3 separate regions of the Mus musculus genome follow, and all the other regions are linked to region 2. Evidence: chromatin contacts called from public promoter capture Hi-C data. All regions are on one chromosome and are shown on one strand. The core of a region is the stretch at or near the end of the contact, and the rest is flanking DNA. Distances in the headings are between cores, read along the strand shown.

The links. Promoter capture Hi-C pulls out the DNA fragments that hold promoters and counts their contacts.
Region 1: a promoter capture Hi-C map of liver shows a contact between it and region 2, with 5 times the contacts expected there. The contact joins the promoter of Hdhd3 here to the promoter of Ptbp3 in region 2. A contact is called at or near these places in 2 of 39 promoter capture datasets (both in liver) and 1 of 115 datasets of contacts at active chromatin or transcription factors (astrocytes).
Region 3: a contact with region 2 is called in a promoter capture Hi-C map of liver, with 4 times the contacts expected there. The contact joins the promoter of Bspry here to the promoter of Ptbp3 in region 2.

The regions. Positions count from the first base shown.
Region 1 is chr4:62,500,647-62,503,564 of GRCm38.p6, forward strand. Hdhd3 (haloacid dehalogenase-like hydrolase domain containing 3) reads right to left here and starts at 1,554. Exons shown (of 2, transcript NM_024257.1): 1 at 1,512-1,554.
Region 2 is chr4:59,547,933-59,550,654 of GRCm38.p6, forward strand. It overlaps Ptbp3 (polypyrimidine tract binding protein 3), which reads right to left and starts at 1,432. Exons shown (of 14, transcript NM_178164.3): 1 at 1,216-1,432.
Region 3 is chr4:62,478,723-62,481,427 of GRCm38.p6, forward strand. It overlaps Bspry (B-box and SPRY domain containing), which reads left to right and starts at 1,345. Exons shown (of 7, transcript NM_138653.1): 1 at 1,345-1,715. The coding sequence starts at 1,371.

The sequences.
Region 1 (2,918 bases), core at 304-2,803, 3.0 Mb after region 2:
TGGACTAAATGAAATAATTTATGCATTTGTTTCAAAACACATTTCTGGACATCTTATGAGTCCGATGTTGGGGAATAAGACAGTTTTCCATCCCCTGTGGCATTTCTAGGTATTAAATACTAAGGGTTTCTCTGTAGACCAAAAACCTATAAAACAAGCACAGTGAAGTTGGTATGTGCCATGAGGCTATAAATCTGGAACCAAAGTCAGTCTTTGAACTCAGGGAATTTCCTTAGCAGGTTGAGGAATCCCGAGGAAAGAACATACAGAAAAAATATATATAAACTTCCTTGAGGCTGGGCAAAGTCTAGTGCTCTGGGCAGAGCTGAGCTCAGGTGCATAGCCCTGTAGGTCAAAGTCAGGAAGCAGTTATGCCTGCCATTATCTGTATGTGGTTTTGCCTCCATGTATATAAGTGCACCTCCGTCACGCCTGGTGCCTGTGAAGCCAGAAGAAGGTGTCAAATGCCCTGGAACTGGAATTTCAGACATTTGTGAGCTGTCACATGGGTGCTGGGAATCGAACCTGGGTCCTCTGGAAGAACAGCAGTGCTATTAACTTCTGGGCCATCTCTCCAGCCCATGACCCTTTTACAATTATTAGAAAATGGTGCCCTTGTTTAAGAAACCCATATTTATATTTGAGTATGCTTGACTTTCCTCAGAGTCCTTCTTTCCCCCCTAACCCTCATGCTTAATCCTGCATTAAAATGTTATTAATAAAATTTCCAACTTGGCTTCATTTAAAAAAATTACTAGTAATGTCAAAAAAGAGAAAGGTTCCTGGAGACTCTGACCAACAACATAACTGGTGAGGAGCTGGTGGAACCAGAGAGGGGCTGTGAACCTGCCAACAGCCTGGATTAGAACCCAAATGTCCAGACTCTAGCCAGGGCTGCCTTTGCTTACCCATGTTTATATTCTTTTAAAAGTTGGATTATGTTGAGCCTGGGAAGAGTGGGACAGAAGACAGTCCGTTCCAACTTGGCTCTGAGCTGCAAGTTCTCCCTGGAGTTATTAGTGCCAAATACCCAACTGTCAGTTCTCTGCCTGGAGTCAGAGACTGATTGCAGGTTTGTCTCCAGACAGAGGGGACTGCTTAGCTGTGTCTTTCAATCTGTGGGGTCCGGGGTTCATTCAGAATGCAGCCAAACAAAACAGAGGTGAGGAGGGGTGTGGGGGCGGGGCGCGTAAAGAAATGTGACAAAGAAGAGATTTAAGTCAGCTCGAAATAGTGAGACAACTTTAAAAGGGCTCTCATCGAGCAGGTAGGTAGGCTGAGGCCCAGCCAGGAACCAGACTGGTTCCGAAAGTCCTCTGGATGTCTCAGGACAAAAGTCATAGCGGGGCTGGGGCTCCGCTGCAGGACTGACTACCCTAAAAGCAGCGGGACGCGAGACTGGAGCCTCCGGGGCCAAGTCCACTGCTGGCTGGCCTCCAGCGTCCCCAGCTCGACTGCACGGATTCCCACGGTTTAGCACCCTCCACCCAGCCCCGGGCCTCCGCACCCACCTGGCTCGGGAAAAGAGACCTGAGACGCAGCGGCTGCTCCACCGGCTCTATGTAGGCGATCAGTAGCTCGCGACCCTCGGACTTGCCATTGATTCTCGCCCCGCCCCACTCTAGGCGTCACCAAGCTCCTCCCTCGCGCCCGTCACTCGCCACGCTGAGTCTTGGGCCTCTTGTCCCTTAGGTTACCCCGTAGCTTCCCTGCTCCCTGTCTCACGCCCTCTCACCGTCCCCTGGCTTCTTAAGGTCACTGTCTCACCCCTCATCACGTTCCTCCCCACTGCCCTTATACTCATTATCACAACCCAGGTGTTCTCTTTGCTTCTCATCTCTATCCCCCGGCCCCCGCCTCCGTGGGATGGAGACACTTAGGGGACCTAGACTAACTTGGGAATGGCAATGGCGGGGAGTGGGGTTAGGGCTCAGGCCGGCTCCCCAAACGCAGTGAGGACTCCAGCAAGGCTCTGTCCCTTTCTGTTCTGAGAGACCCCAGTTGGTTCTAGAAGGGAACTTCTTGTCTCACACACACAGTTTGTTGACTGCAATAACCTAGACACTTGGTTTTAAGATAGGGTCTCACTATGCAGGCAAACGGGTCCTGAGCATCTTCCTGCCTCAGCCTCCCAAGTGCTGGGATAATGGGCGTGCCACCGCCGTGTCTGTCTAACCTAGTTTCTCTCTGTAAAAAAACAAAAAACAAAAAACAAACAAACATTTAAAGGAAAGAAGAGTTTCCCTTTAAATGCGGTTTTCATAACTGAAATACACGTTTATATTCAAAAGTACCGTTGAAAGCAAAAAAGCAAAGCTTTCCTCTCAACCTAGTTGATTCGTGAGGTGCCAAGTAAGCACCTGTATTCTGTGTCTGACGCGTGGATAGAGCAGGAAAATGTCAGTTTCCTGCCTACGCGAACATGGGAGGATCAGGCAAAAACCAAGTTCATAACGGAAATGAGCTGTAAGTGCTGCCAAGGAATTGGCTGGGGGGCAGGGGCAGGAGGGCTTCCCTCTGCTCTTTTCTTCCCCTCCCCCACAGGTACCCTCTTAAAACATCTTCTGTTATCTCCTGGCTCTGTGGACTTTAGATGGACTCAACTCCCTCTCCCTGGGCCTCAGAAAGCAAAGTGCAAAGTCACAGAGCAGTCAGCTCACCTGCCAGACTGGTTTTGCCGAACAAGCTTGCTCCTCAGAAATGGAGGTAGAAAGGATAGCCAGGACATCAGAGGCCCACCTGTTCTTCAGAGAATCCTGGAATCCCTGACTGTATCTCTTTTCAGGGTCACCTCAAACCTAAGCCTGTAGGTTCTGATTCCAACTCTGCCACCCTGGAGACTAGACACGAGTAACTTAGTAAAGCTAGAATCCAGGCTAGCTTTAAGTAGATTTCCAAGATAATCAATGTCAGCTGCC
Region 2 (2,722 bases), core at 182-2,681:
ATTAAATAAAAATACTTTAAAGAGCATCACAACCATAAATCAAAATCTAAAATTGCACTTTGATATCTGCAGCAGTGTGCAATCTGCATTCAAATGAGATAAACCATATATCACAATATTGTGAAATTAAGATAAACGAAACCTAACGAGGGCAAAAATTGTAAAATTCTAGTGTCCTCACTTAAACACGTATGATCAACTACGCGGCAAGTTACTAAATGTATTTTACTTTTCAAACAAGTTATATGCTCCACCATTCCGCAGTTTATAGAATCCTTGTCAACAAAAGTCGGCGGGGGAGGGGGTTAAGGAACAACTCAAACGGCAAAGGTTTAAATAAATAAAAGGTGGAATTTCTAATTGACTTGGAGTTGTTGGTGGTTTTTTTTAATCTTGACTATATGACCCTCAATTCACGCTTTTTATTAAAATACATCAGGTCCTGCCCCATGTTCCAGAGTTCCCAGAGAAATTACGAGCTCGGAAAAGGTGACTGTAAATCTTTTTTTTTTTTTCTTTTTTCTTTTTTTTTTCCCCCTTTTAGTCACAGACCCCATTTAAACCGAGCAGTTGAAAGCGCCCGGAAATCTACACTTACACAATATCTGACATCGCCCGAGGCGAATTCACGAAGTTTCTTGGGGGTGGGGAACGAAGAGGAAGCGTCCCTGGTGATAAAGTGCAGACGCTCGGTATTTAGAAGTGGTTAACGTATCTCACAGCCCAAATCGGGAGACCCCGCCGGTTCCGAGACCCGCACGGGCCCGCAGTTCGAGACCCGGTCGCCGCCCAGACGGCTGTCGCCGCTCGCCCGGGCCCGCCGCCGGGGGAAAGCTCCGCCGCGCGCCCCACCCCACCGGTAAACAGCAACTCCCCGAGCGCCGCGGCCGCCTCAGCCTCCGCCCCCGCCAGCGCCGCGCACCATTTTCTGAGAGGAAGTGTGGGGAGTCCGGCCCGGCACCCCGGCCCTGGCTCGTCTCTGCTTCCCGAAGGCGCCCCGAGGCTGCGAGGGGCGGACGTGACGGGGGCGCCGCGCGCAGGAAGCGGAGACCGCGGCGGACAGACCCCCGCGCTCCCAAGGTCCCTGCCGTCGGGCTTAGCCCCGGGCCGCTCCTCCGCTAGCCGGCGTCGCGCCCTGCTCCCCGGCCTCGGCGGGACGCGTCGCCGAGAGGAAACGAGGCCAGCGCAGCCCCGGAACGGCCACCCGGCACTTACCCATCCATGGCCCAGATGGAGGAGCGCGTTGTGCGGGGATTGACGGGCTCACCGCGGGCGGAGAAAGCGGGCGGCGGCTCCGGGAAACCAGCGAGCGGAGCCGCTCCGCAGCTCCGGCCGGTCAGAGGTGGAAGGAAGAGTGGGAAACAGGGGCGGGGACCGGGCACGCTCTCGCCAGCGCCGCGCCCCCGCCCTCCCGGCCCGCGAGCGCGTTCCCGCCTCGCCTGGCCCCGCCCCCTCGGCGTCGACGCCCTCCCGGGGCTCGGCTGGACTCCAGGGCGCCCTCTTCCCGCCTTCGCCTCTTTGCCCCGCCCCGACACCACCACCCCCGCCCATGCCTCCGCGCGCGTGCGCGCCCCCCGCCCAGCGTCGCGCCTGCGTTCGCGGGAACGCGCGCCTTGTGCTTCCCGCTTCGCGACTCGCCCTCCTACAAGCCCGCGGGCCTTCCGGCTCCCGGGACTCAGGCTTAGGGCCCTGAACGGTGCTGGCTAGAAAAGCCTGGGGACCCCAGGGAACTTTTGAAGCAGAGCAGAGTTACTACTGGCGGGCGACACTGCTGGCAGCACGGCAGGGGACCCGCGCGACGTCCACGGGGCAGGGGTGGACAGTGGTCTTTCCGGACCTGAGAGCAGCGACGGTAGCCTGTCCGCCAGACCCTGACCTCCGAGACCTGCACTGGACGGATAGGTGTGGTTGGGAAAGAAATGAAGTAGATGAGACTGCCCAGGACTGAAGTCCATCTTCACTTTCACACGGTTTTAATCTGAGTGCTTTTCTACCCAACAATCAAATACTAAAAGAAACTTTCATTGCATAGCTATTTAATGGCCATTACAATGCCAGTATTTTATAAGTTTATTTATTCATCCTTCCGCGGGGCGGGGCTGGGGGAGCCTGATTGGAAAGGATTAATGTTTTCCCAGGTACGCGAGAGATCTCCGAAATTTCACAGCCAGAAAATGTTTTGTTTGCACCAAAACCCTTTCCTCTAGTATGAGCAAAACCAAGTTACACGTAAAACGTAAAACAGCTATTTAGTACATATAATGTGTATAACTAGTGAGAACACACGTTCCCCCTCTTTCAAAGCACATCTACTTCTGAACGAACGGAATGCTTTTTCAATTCACAGATCATTGAAATTTGAGCCATTTAAGCCATGTCTTCAAAGTCTGCCCACACCATTTCAAAGGAAGTAACAACTTCAATCTCTTTCCTGATTACCTACTTTAAAATAAGTAGACACTTCTTTAAAAAAAAAAAAAAAAAAAAGTATAACCAGCTTGCAATTCAGGAAGGTCATTTTTAAAGAAATTTCAGTTCCCCTTTTCAAGAAGATGTCAAAAAACATTTTGTATGTTAAATCTAAACATTAAGTTTAGAAACATTTCCACCCTACATTGCCACATGGGATTTTAAAATAGCAACTTGGTATATAGGCACATAACTGTGCCTATAATTCCTACCTGAGTTTAAGGCTACCTTGAGCTACATAGTATGTTTCAGG
Region 3 (2,705 bases), core at 95-2,594, 2.9 Mb after region 2:
GCACTGTGGTACATACACTTCCAAAGTATTCAAATATTCTCTCTCTAAATAAATAAATGTGATAAAAATTGTCATAAGTGTTTTTCCTTTTGCTGTTAGCACTGAGCAGCTGCTGTGTGCCTGACACTGTTCATAACTTTTCTTTTTTGCTTTGTTTTGTTTTAAGACTATCTCCCTCTGTAGCTCTGGCTGTCCTGGTGGCCTGGAACTCGCTATGTAAAACCAGGCTGCCTCTAACTCACAGAAATCCATCAGCTTCTGCCTCTTTTTTTTTTTAAAGACTTATTTATTATATGTAAGTTCACTGTAGCTGTCTTCAGACACACCAGACGAGGGTGTCAGATCTCATTACAGATGGTTGTGAGCCACCATGTAGTTGCTAGGATTTGAACTTGGGACCTTCGGAAGAGCAGTCAGTGCTCTTAACCGCTGAGCCATCTCTCCAGCCCAGCTACTGGCTCTTGAGTGCTTGGATTAAAGGCACATGCCACCACTCACAGCTTGGTTTTTTGTGTTTTGTTTGTTTGTTTGTTTGTTTTATTTGTTTGTTTTGTTTTTTTAATGTGTCTTTGAGACAAAGTCTTACGTAACCCAGCTGGCCTCGAACCTTATATGTTTGAGGATGACCTTGAACTCCTGATCTTCCCACTTCTATCTCCCAAGTGTTGGGATTACAGATTTGTGTCACCATAACTGACTCATTTCATGTGCTTTCATTTATATACTCCTCAACCCAAGTATGAGAGTGAGATCGCCTCAACCCCCTTTAACAGTCAAGCACAGCTGAGAAATGAGCCTGTATTTAAGACACATGCCTAAAGCTGCCCCTCAAACACGCTGTTAATGCATTTAGCAAAAAATCTGACACTTCGTAACTGCTTACTAAAGATTCGTATAGGCACTAGAATGTCAGTTGTTTTTTTTTTTGTTTTTTGTTTTTTTTAAATCAAACACATCACGTATCTTGAGGTATTTCTTTTCTTTTTAAGATTTATCCATTTATTTAATGTATGTAAATACACTGTAGCTATCTTCAGACACACCAGAAGAGGGCATCAGATTTCGTTACGGGTGGTTGTGCGCCACCATGTGGTTGCTGGGATTTGAACTCGGGACCTCCGGAAGAGCAGTCGGCGCTCTTAACCGCTGAGCCATCTCTCCAGCTCCCAGCTGTTTGTTTTTAAAACTCTGACACAACACAACTTAATCCTATAAAGAACCACAGCCTACAGATGCAGGCGGAACCAGTGTGGTGTGGGTCAGCGCGCGGGCGCAGCCTGGGAGGGGCGAAGCCAGAGAGGGCGGGGCCTGGAAGGGCCACGCCCTCGGTACCTGCGACAGGTGGAGCGCGCGGCCTCCGGCTCTCGGCCATGTCCGCGGATGTCTCCGGGACGGAGTCCGGGTCCGAGTCCGGGCCGGAGCCGGAGCCGGGACCGGAGCCCGGACCGGAGTCCCGACCGGAGTCCCGGCCGAAGCCGGGACCGGGACCGGAGCCCAGACCCGAGTCCGGGCCGGAGCCGGGGCCGCGATCCGGACTGAGGAGGGGACCGAAGCAGGGGTCCGAGCGGAGCCAGTTGTGCCCCGAGCACTTCGAGCCTCTGAGCTGGTTCTGCCTCTCGGAGCGACGGCCGGTATGCGCCACCTGCGCCGGGTTTGGCGGCCGCTGTCACCGGCACCGCATCCGTCGAGCGGAGGAGCACGCGGAGGAGCTGAGAGTAAGCGGGCGTGGGGCCGGGAACTTTCTTGGGGCGGGGGAACTGGCAGGGACCAGGGACCGGGGTGGGTGGGTGGGGGATAGTGGCTTTTCTGTGGCTTCCCTTGCAGAAGGAGGTGGTTAAAGGTGTGACCTCTGGAGTAAACTGGATCGGAGTTTGAATCCTGCCCCCTCCCTGTGAGTCACTGATCCAAGCTTGGTGTCTCTCACCAGTAGTTTCTAGGCATTCATAACACCACGTGATTGTTATAGCTGACCTCGTAAAAACTTAGTCCCCCCCTAACCTCTTGACTTAGAGTCACCCTCTCCCCCCTTTCAGGTTTCCTGGTGAGGGATCCAGTTCCCTTCCAACCTGGCCAGACTGTAATTGAAGTGATGGATAGGGTGGAAGAATAGCAGGGCACTCTATCTCCTAAGGTCTCCTCATCTCTTGGTTCAGTGTGGCTCTAGGCTGGTCATTTTCCAGTTACACCCTGATCCTTTTCCCTGAGCTGCTGAGATTGGAGGCCAAGTCACCTTGGTGCAGCCGTCGTCTTCCTTTCATTTTAGCTGAGGCCCCTGGGGAACTCCTTGCAATTTGATTAAATGGCTTAATTCTCCCAACCCCACCCTGGCACCGAGCCCTGCTGTGCACTGAGAGCTGTCGCTGGGGACATCACCTACTCAAACCAGATTGTAATAAACACACCTCCCTGGAAACTGGGGCCGGTGGAGTTCAGTTACTCAGGGATGGTGAAAATAGACTTGAGAAAAGTTGATATAAATCAGCTTGCATCATGGGTAAGGCTTTTACAAATTCCTAAGGACTTAGATACTTATCATCGAGTTCCATCCAGGCTGAAGCGTGGGTTCTAACTAAGGTTTTTCAGACGAGGAAAAGGGCCCACAGGAGGATGGTAACTCTTAATAGTCAGGGTTTAAGAGGGGGAGATTCATTGACCGGGCAAGAGGAAACCACTTTTTGATCTCAGTGGTTATGAAGAGGAAGTGA